Linked DNA regions of Mus musculus: regions 1 and 3 are each linked to region 2. A link is a contact called in public Hi-C data. All regions are on one chromosome and are shown on one strand. Each heading gives the region's core, a stretch centred on a gene start, on an enhancer-like site or on the middle of the called end of the contact. The rest is flanking DNA. Distances are from core to core; before and after follow the strand shown. Region 1 holds the start of Gdf7 (growth differentiation factor 7). Region 2 has its middle 52 kb from the start of Apob. Region 3 holds the start of 5033421B08Rik (a long non-coding RNA gene).

Region 1 (2,809 bases), core at 136-2,635, 270 kb before region 2:
AGTAGGGAGGCCAGCAGCACAGACCGTGGTCCAGGTGCACGCGTGCCTGCTATCCAGAGGGCGAGGTGGGAGTATAAGACTCCAACGCGGGAGCCTGGGCTATGTAGTTTATTAGGAAGAGGCTTTTAGATAGCACCTTGACCTGACTCACGGACCGGGCGTGGATTCTGAGTTTGGTATCCAGAACAATGCTAAAGTAATGGATTTGGGGTCCAGGCTTTTAAATCCCTTGGACAGTTGGTCTATTTTCTGGACATTCTTGCTCTGGGGTTTGTCTGAACTAAATCGACACACATGCTGGCGCCTTCCCCCCTCAGAGCAGGAGTGGGGAGGAAGTTAGCCAAACAAAAGTCCCAGCGTCTGTATGCTCAAGAGTCGCCCAGGCATAGACCAGAGGTGGCCCTTTCCACCCATGCTCATAGAGTGCTATAACCATGCTGGCATCCGAGCGCTATTCCATGGCTTTGCAACGCAGCCTCTGGGCTTGTGGTTGCACTCTTGCCTTTTGCTCTGAAGACCTTGAAGAAATGTGGTCACCTGCCCCACTCTCCCCTTTCCCCGGGCAAATTACTTTGCACATTCAAACCCTGAGACCTAATTTGAGTAGGATTCCGCTGGTCCCCGCCTTCCTAATTCATTAAACCCTTTAAGATTTCAGCTCCTGCTTTGGCTCAAGATGCCCACCCAAAGCTTTTCCGGTCCGTGCCCATCTGTACCCTCCAGCCACTCATCCTTCATCACAGATCCTCTCCCTTTCTCTGGCCTCCCACTGTTATCTTCAGAGGGCTGTGGACGGGAGAGGGTGGCATCCAAATGTGTATCGTAAGCATCCCTAGGAACTCCCTAATGAGCATCCATCAAGGGGGCGTACGGCGAGAAAGCTGGATGGGAGGGGCCCAGTCTTGACTTGGCCCGGGTCTGGCATCCCTAGCACTCACAAGATCACGCGGAGGGCGGTGTTTCTCCATGGAGGAGTCGGGAGGAAGCTGGGCGGGTACGCGAGACGCCCCATCTTCCAGCCAAGGAGTGCGCTGAGGTCTTGGGGCGGAGGGGGGTGGGGGCTCGTAGTACCTTCGGGAGGGGAGGCGGGGCACCGCGTTGTGGCAGGAGCCTCGGGCGGATGGCCTTCTCTTGGCAAGGACAAGGACCAGGCACTACAGCAAGGGGAGGCGACTTCTACCCTGCACTGCGCGATAGGCCTGAGTTGGGGGGCTCAGCGCTGCGGGTTGAACGTTCAGCAGGGGGCGCTGCTCCGAGCGCTGGGCGGGGGTGGGGTGGGAGAGGAGGGGGGCAGCGGCTTGCTGCGCACACTTCCCCCATTATTAAACACTATGTTCAAAAGGCGTCGGGGGACTTCCCGGAGCCACGGAGCCCGTGTCGCGCGGCCGGCCGGCCCAAGGAGCCCATGGACCTGAGCGCTGCCGCCGCGCTGTGTCTCTGGCTGCTGAGCGCTTGCCGTCCCCGCGACGGGCTAGAAGCTGCCGCGGTGCTCCGAGCGGCGGGGGCTGGACCAGCCTGGAGCCCCGGGGGCGGCGGCGGCGGGCGGACCCTCGCCCGGGCTCCAGGCCCTTCAGCTCTCCAGGCCGCTGCGGTTCCGGGTCCCCGAGCTGTGCGCCGCGCTGCGGGTTCTGGCTTCAGGAACGGCTCGGTGGTGCCACACCACTTCATGATGTCGCTTTACAGGAGCCTGGCGGGGAGGGCTCCGGTCGCGGCAGCTTCAGGGCACGGGCGTGTGGACACAATCACCGGCTTCACAGACCAAGCAACTCAAGGTACTTTACGCGTCTTCTGCGCACCAGCCCATCCCGTCTACTCTTGACTGGAGACGAGCCGGGGGAGGCAAGCCTCTGCCCGATTCGATCCTGAACTATGATCCCTATAGTTATCCTCAGGTGCTGGAGAGAAAAAGTTGTCTTCGAAGTCATTGTTCACGAACCCCTAAGCCAGTCAAGGCTTGGTCTCCGAGGGCTAAGGGAGTGGGAGCCGCTCTTCAGAACAGGCTGGCAGGTTCCCCTCAAGCCAAGCGGAGCTCAAGATCCGCTTCTTTGGGGGAAGGGTCTAGTGTAGCCTTGGGCCTGGAGCCCTGGGAGAAGAAAGAAGGGCAGGAGTTGTGGCCTTTGAGTTCCCGCCAAGAGGGACGAGAGCAGTGATGGTAGTGCCTTGTGTTCAGCGGGGGACTGGGGACTATACACAAATTGAAGCTCAGGGGAATTCAGGGTAGAGCAGCTGGTATCCAATTAAAGTCATGGCCTCTCGGTATCAGAAGGACCCCTCTCAGGCAGGCCGTTTCGGGTGGATGGTGGCTTGTGTATGGGAAGAGAGTTTGGGTGCCTGCCTTCCTTCTGTGACAGTAGGCCCCAGCAGCCAGAGTCCAGGGCCTCGGCTTGTGTGGGGAGAAAAGGGATGGTTGGAGCTCAAACATCACATTTTACCCTGTGTAGGGCCCTCCAAAGGTAGGATGTGGGTGGGGTTGTGGGGTGGTTGTAGTATGTGTGTGTCATCTGGCTTTTATTAATCTCCATTGAAGTCATTAAAGCAGACAGATAGGGAAAATTTAACTAATTTCAGGCGGAAATGCAAGTAATTTTGGCTTCAATTCTGCCCAGCCAAAGATCTAGCTTGGAAATCAGGAGGGAAAGGAAGGCAAGTAGGGCTGAAAAGTGAGGCTAGGCAGCCTTTGGCAGTCTGCAGGCCTTTGATACCAGCGTGGGAAAACAGGCTGTGGCTACCACGCATCAGCCATCTCAGAAACACACTCAGTGCGCAGCATGTACGCACAGACAGCTTTGTTTCCATACATAGAACTCTC
Region 2 (2,770 bases), core at 249-2,748:
TGAGTGACTAGAGCAGCTCCCATCTCTGTAGAGCCCACCTTTAAAAAAATTTTTATTGGATATTTTCTTTATTTACATTTCAAATGTTATCTCCTTTTCCAGTTTACCCCTCTCCCGAAACCCCCTTGCCATCCTCCCTGCCCCTGTTTCCATGAGGGTGTTCCTCCACCTACTCACCACCCACCCACTCCCACTTCTCTATCCTTGATTCCCCTATACTGGAGCCTTCATAGGACCAAGGACCTCTTCTCTCATTGATGCATGACAAGGCCATCCTCTGCTACATATGCAGCTGGAGCCATGTGTACTCCTTTGTTGATGGCTTAGTCCCTAGGAGCTCTGGGGGGTGTGGTTGGTTGATATTGTTGTTCTTCCTATGGGGTTGCAAACCCCTTCAACTCCTTCAGTCCTTTCTTTAACTCCTCTAATGGGGACCCCGTGCTCAGTCCAATGATTGGCTGTGAGCATCTGTCTCTGTATTTGTAAGGCTCTGGCAGGGCCTCTCAGGAGACAGCCATATCAGGCTCCTTTCAGCACGCACTTCTTGGCATCCACAATAGTGTCTGGGTTTGGTAACTGTATATGGGATTAATTCCCTTGGTGGGGTAGTCTCTAGGTGGCCTTTCCTTTAGTCTCTGCTCTACACTTTATCTCCATACTTGCTCCTGTGAGTATTTTGTTCTCCTAAGAAGGACCAAAGCACCCACACTTTGGAGAGACTACCTTTCGAAACCACTTCGCCTGGGGCCACTCTTGCTTAGGGAAAAGGCAGTCACGTTTATCCCATTCAACAGCTCAGAGACCTCTCTGGCCCATGAAGGTGATGGCAGAGCTTCCCTGGACCCAGGTGTGTTCAGAGGATAATGTTGGGGAATGATGCACGGCAGGGTTGTATTCACATGTGGAAGGTAGACAGAGAATGAATGTGGCATTCTGCCCATGGAGCTGAGAGGGGCTCTAAGGGCAGGGGGTAGGTGGGTGCAGTGTCAGAAAAGCTAGAACAATAGGGTCAGGAAGCAGCATAGGAAAGAGTGGGTTGAGAGGTTGGAGAGAACACAGATGCTGTGGGCTGCTTATAAACACCTGTGCACTTTCTCTGGATAAAGGTTGGGATTTAGACACAGGCAGAGAAAGAGTCCCAACAGAGGGTACTTAGGCAACATCTCTGGTGGCCCTCTGGTCTCCAGTGGGGCCTGTGATGGAAATCCAGCCTCTGACACACCCAGTCCTTTTGAGGTGGAAGGCTGGAAGCCTTGGAATGCAGCCTGAGGGCCTGGGCTTGGATCTCCCAGAGTCTCGATGACTTGGCCTCCAGGAGAGCAGAGGCTAGAGCAACGACACTGGCCCCTACCTTCTAACAGACAGAAAGCAGAGCTGGTTGTAAAACCTTAATTAAATGAAATATTTTAACAAGAAATTCCAAGAACAGAATGGCCTGCTTGTAAGCAAGCCATCATGAAAATAAAAGCTGACAGGAAGTGTGTGTTCCGTTCAGCAGTTGAAAGTTTCTGCAAGAAGGAATAAGAAATTGTGGAGAGCTGGGCTGCCTCACACAAGTGCTGAGCAGAGGCTGGTGGGCAGAACTCCACAAGGCAGGGTCTGAGTGGGACCATAATCCTCTGGCTTTGATGAGTTTGGATGACCTACCACCATCCACACACTCAGACCTTCCCTGAACACCCGTAATGAGCCTGGGAGTGTGTGAGGCTATAGACACACAAGGCTCTCAACAGGTAATGAGACAGGTGCCACAGAGGCAAAACTGAGATTAGTACTCTCGACGATGGGCGCGCCCTACCTCTCCCTAAGTCCCGGTTCTTTACAACTTGGTTTACCTTTCCAGCCTGGCCACTCACAAAGGTACTCATGAAAGCACTTAACTAAGACTGCAGGGAGATTCTCTAGGGATAGAGTATGCCCTTCCTGAGAGAAAACAGTAAGTCCTGTGTACACATTTACACAGCAGATGGAATATAGTCTAGTATACTTGCGCCCATCCTGAGTCTTGTACATTAGATGATCTAGGAACCCATTCCTGCCGGGATGTCTGGGCACTTCTAGGCCAGGTGAGAGAAAATGGGAGATCAACTATTGGGCAAATAGTCAAAGGCGAGTGAGCTCAGGAGAGGCATGGAAATTCTAGGAAGACTTCCTGGAGGAGGTGAGCTGTGAGAGAACCTGAAGAAGGCATGCCTGGCAGGGGAAGGAAGGAGTGAAATAGGAGATCGAGTACCAGAGATGGTATGTGACCAAGGGACAAGAGAATTTGGCCCCGGAGAAGAGTAGAACCAGGGATGTGCTGCCCTAGGCACGGATCAGAGGGAGAGGGAGAGAGGGAGAGAGGGGGATGGGGAGAGTGGGGGAAGGGGGAGGGGGAAGGGGGAGGGAGAGGGAGAGGGAGAGGGAGAGAATCTGTTCCCATCTCACTCTGGGGTGCAGAGAGGAAAGCAGACCGTGTACACAAGTGGAGTAAGTTGCTGAGATTTTTGGATTCTTTCTTTGAGTAGAGGAATTTCTGTGACAATAGGAACAGGTTTCCCTTTTGCTACCCAGTATACTGACTACACACATTTTCCCTACTGCCTCAGCAGACCTGGTACCAAGCTTTATAAAAATTCCCCAAACCTCTGAAATCTGCATGCTAGACTTGTTTTCTCCAGTGTAGTTCATAGGACAAGAGGGCACTTATAAGAATATTTCCCACCAAGGTGTCTGTACTGGCTGGTTTTGTGTGTCAACTTGACACAGGCTGGAGTTATCATGGAGAAAG
Region 3 (2,700 bases), core at 62-2,561, 480 kb before region 2:
CCTCTGCATTCCAAAAGCTTTTAGGGCATGCAAAATTAGCTTTCCTTTGGACCACACTTTGCCTGGGGTCCCACTGAGTCCCTTCTGGCTATACCATTCTAGGTGTGTCCTTGTGTCCCACTAACATCCTGACGTGTTTAAGCCTGTATAGATAGATGCTGTTAGGAGAGAAGGAAGTGGGAGAAGGGCTTGAGTCTGTGGGAACATCAGGGCTCCAGACAGTGACTCCAACTCCTACACAGATATAAATCCAGCTCTCTTATGCTTTTGGGCTCTCACATGTAACTCAGGAAGAGGGCCCTGGAATCGAAACACACACACACACACACACACACACACACACACACACACACGAACACAGGATATTGGGAACATTTAAGTGGCCAGCAAAGTCAAAAGCTGCAGGTTAGAAGGCTTCTAATTCAGTATATTTTGTAGTTTTGACTCCAAATCTGCAGAGTAACAGGCTGAACACCGAGGTGGGTATCCTGTGTTACAGTCTTGGGTTAGACTCTACTCTTTTTTTAAGGGGAACTGATGAAAGCCTTCAACTAACTAGACGAGACCCACCTACAGTTTTGAGTGTAACCTACTCCAAGACTGCAGCTTTTGGTGTTAATCTGTCTTTTCAGAAAATGCTCTTGCATTTAGATGAATGCTGTGTGGTGGAGCATTTGAGCATCGCAGTGTAGCCAAGTCCCTGGTAGGAGCCCTAGGGTGCCGAGTGCAAGGAGCCTCAATTAGTAGTGTTTCACAGGCCTTGTAGCCACTCACTGCTGTGGGAACTGTGTCTGGGAGCCACTGGGCGAGGGTTGTTTATGCATGAAGTATCTCAAGGAAACCCCTTTCCTGTCTCAGATGATCACCCCAGACTTTGCCTCATATGCCTTTCCTCTCTGCTGATTCTGCTTTGTGCTGTACCCTGCCATAAATCACATCTACGGAACATTTCCAGGCTTATCACTGGATTATCGATCAAAGGAAATCTTGGAGACGACTATTTACTTACCTTCAACTGCTCTGATCTAGACTTGGCCGACCTCCAGTTCCAGTAAATGCCTCTCCCCGACCTATACTCCCAGTCTCCTATTCAGCCTCCTATACAGAATCCAGATCGCTGTGCCATCTCACGCCTCTCACGTGTTCTCCATTTGGCCGGGCTAACTTCCACGATACCAAGTCTCAGCATGTTTTGTTATCCAGTGCTGCGGAACAAGCCACCTCCAAACCCTGTGGCTTAAGACAACAACAGCTCATCATGTCTCATATCTCCGTGGGTTGATGAGTCAGGCGGTTCTTCAGCTTCCCAGGGGTTGGTCGGGAGTTTAGGGTGGAAATTTCTAGTGGCTCCACCCACACAGATGGCAGCACCAGCTGTTAGTTCAGCTGAGGCTAATGGCCAAGGTCACAGTTCTCTTCCATACGGGGCTTCTATGTAAGACTGGTTGATTTTCTTCAGAGCGTGGTGGGTGGGTTCCAGGGGAAATTTTTTTATTCCTAAAGAGCAAGACCACAGCAAGCTGCAGCTTGCATCAATCATGGCGAGATACCATTGAGGTAAGCTGGTGTTCCTGGCCAAACTCACAATCATTATAGGAGGGAGCTACACAAAGAAACTAGTGCTTGAGGGTGGAGTTTAATGGAGATTGCCAAAGAGCAATATGTCATTTATTCGAGTCTTCTCAGACCTTTGTATGCCACTCCCCTTGTACTTAACTTATAGCACTTACCCCATCAGCTGGAAGTAGCAGGTTTGGTTGCAAGAATTTTCCTGGACTGGAGCTCCTTTGAGAGCACACACTATCTGTGTTCTCCCTCTGTCCCAATCCTAAGTACACCCTGCTAGAAGGATTCATGGTAAAACTAGGGGAGTCACGATTACCACCTGTTTCCTATTTGCCAGACTCAAGCCCTATCAGTTAGACTTCGGAAGCTGAATAGACAGTTACACTGTCCTCAGAGTGTGGCAGCCAGGTGCTGTAAATAGATTCCTGGCAGATAGGAAGCATCTAGTAACCCTTAATGGCATCAATAAACACACGACAGAGTGAACTTCCTAGTTAATCATTGAGATTTCCACGTTGTAAATGCATCAGATTCTTTTTCTTTGTGACAGGGTCTCCCTCTGGTGCCTTGGCTGGCTTGGAAGGTACCATGTCGGTCAAGCTGCCCTAAACCTCACAATGACCCACCTGCCTCTGCCCCGTTGGGTGCTAGGGTTATTGGTGTGTTCCACTGTATCTTGTCTTTTCAGTTTTGTTTTTGTTTTTTTAGACATACACTGTGATCAAGATGAGAAAAAACACACATTCCGTAGATGAAGCAAGTTCATCAAAGTTGTCTTTAGGAGGCTTCTTTGGCCTCTCTTTGGGACAATTTCCTAGGAATACAGTTTCATTTGCTAAATCATGCTACACAGTTTTGTGTCAGGAAAGGACGAGGCACAGCCCATGAACGTGTTCTCTGATTCCCAGACTCTGGGGTTCTGAGCACTTAACTCCTAATGCAGGCTCCATCTATAAATAGTCACAGACACGTCTTCAGTGGCAACACACTGGAGTGTGGCAATCCATTGTGAACTCAGCTCCTCCCTACTGCAAAATTCTGACTTCATCAGAGAGCAGCAGGGGTGAATCATTCCTGTGCAGAGGCGCCAATGACATCATTCACTTTTTAAGAACCAGAGAGAGAGAGGTTGAT

Evidence for each region. Hi-C and Micro-C count contacts between places; a contact is called where the count stands out from the background.
Region 1: a contact with region 2 is called in a Hi-C map of uterus. The contact joins the promoter of Gdf7 here to the enhancer-like site in region 2. A contact is called at or near these places in 15 of 39 promoter capture datasets (the 3T3-L1 cell line, 3T3-L1-derived adipocytes, the C10 cell line and 9 more), 7 of 484 Hi-C or Micro-C datasets (the HPC-7 cell line, cranial neural crest, embryonic stem cells and 2 more), 10 of 115 datasets of contacts at active chromatin or transcription factors (bone marrow-derived macrophages, craniofacial prominence, embryonic forebrain and 6 more) and 1 of 9 other capture datasets (adipose tissue).
Region 3: a contact with region 2 is called in a Hi-C map of uterus, with 2.6 times the contacts expected there. The contact joins the promoter of 5033421B08Rik here to the enhancer-like site in region 2.

Annotation. Positions count from the first base shown.
Region 1 is chr12:8,300,530-8,303,338 of GRCm38.p6, reverse strand. It overlaps Gdf7 (growth differentiation factor 7), which reads left to right and starts at 1,385. Exons shown (of 2, transcript NM_001312876.1): 1 at 1,385-1,772. The coding sequence starts at 1,406. It also overlaps a transcript of Ldah not described here.
Region 2 is chr12:8,028,754-8,031,523 of GRCm38.p6, reverse strand. No RefSeq gene overlaps it. Among named protein-coding and RNA genes, the nearest start is that of Apob, 52 kb to the right of the region's middle. Within about 2 kb of position 1,498, at least 10 of the 459 cell types and tissues checked have an H3K27ac peak or open chromatin away from gene starts, as enhancers often do. A contact at or near this core is called in neural tube and uterus, where this site is marked.
Region 3 is chr12:8,509,774-8,512,473 of GRCm38.p6, reverse strand. It overlaps 5033421B08Rik (a long non-coding RNA gene), which reads right to left and starts at 1,311. Exons shown (of 4, transcript XR_872469.3): 1 at 1,010-1,311.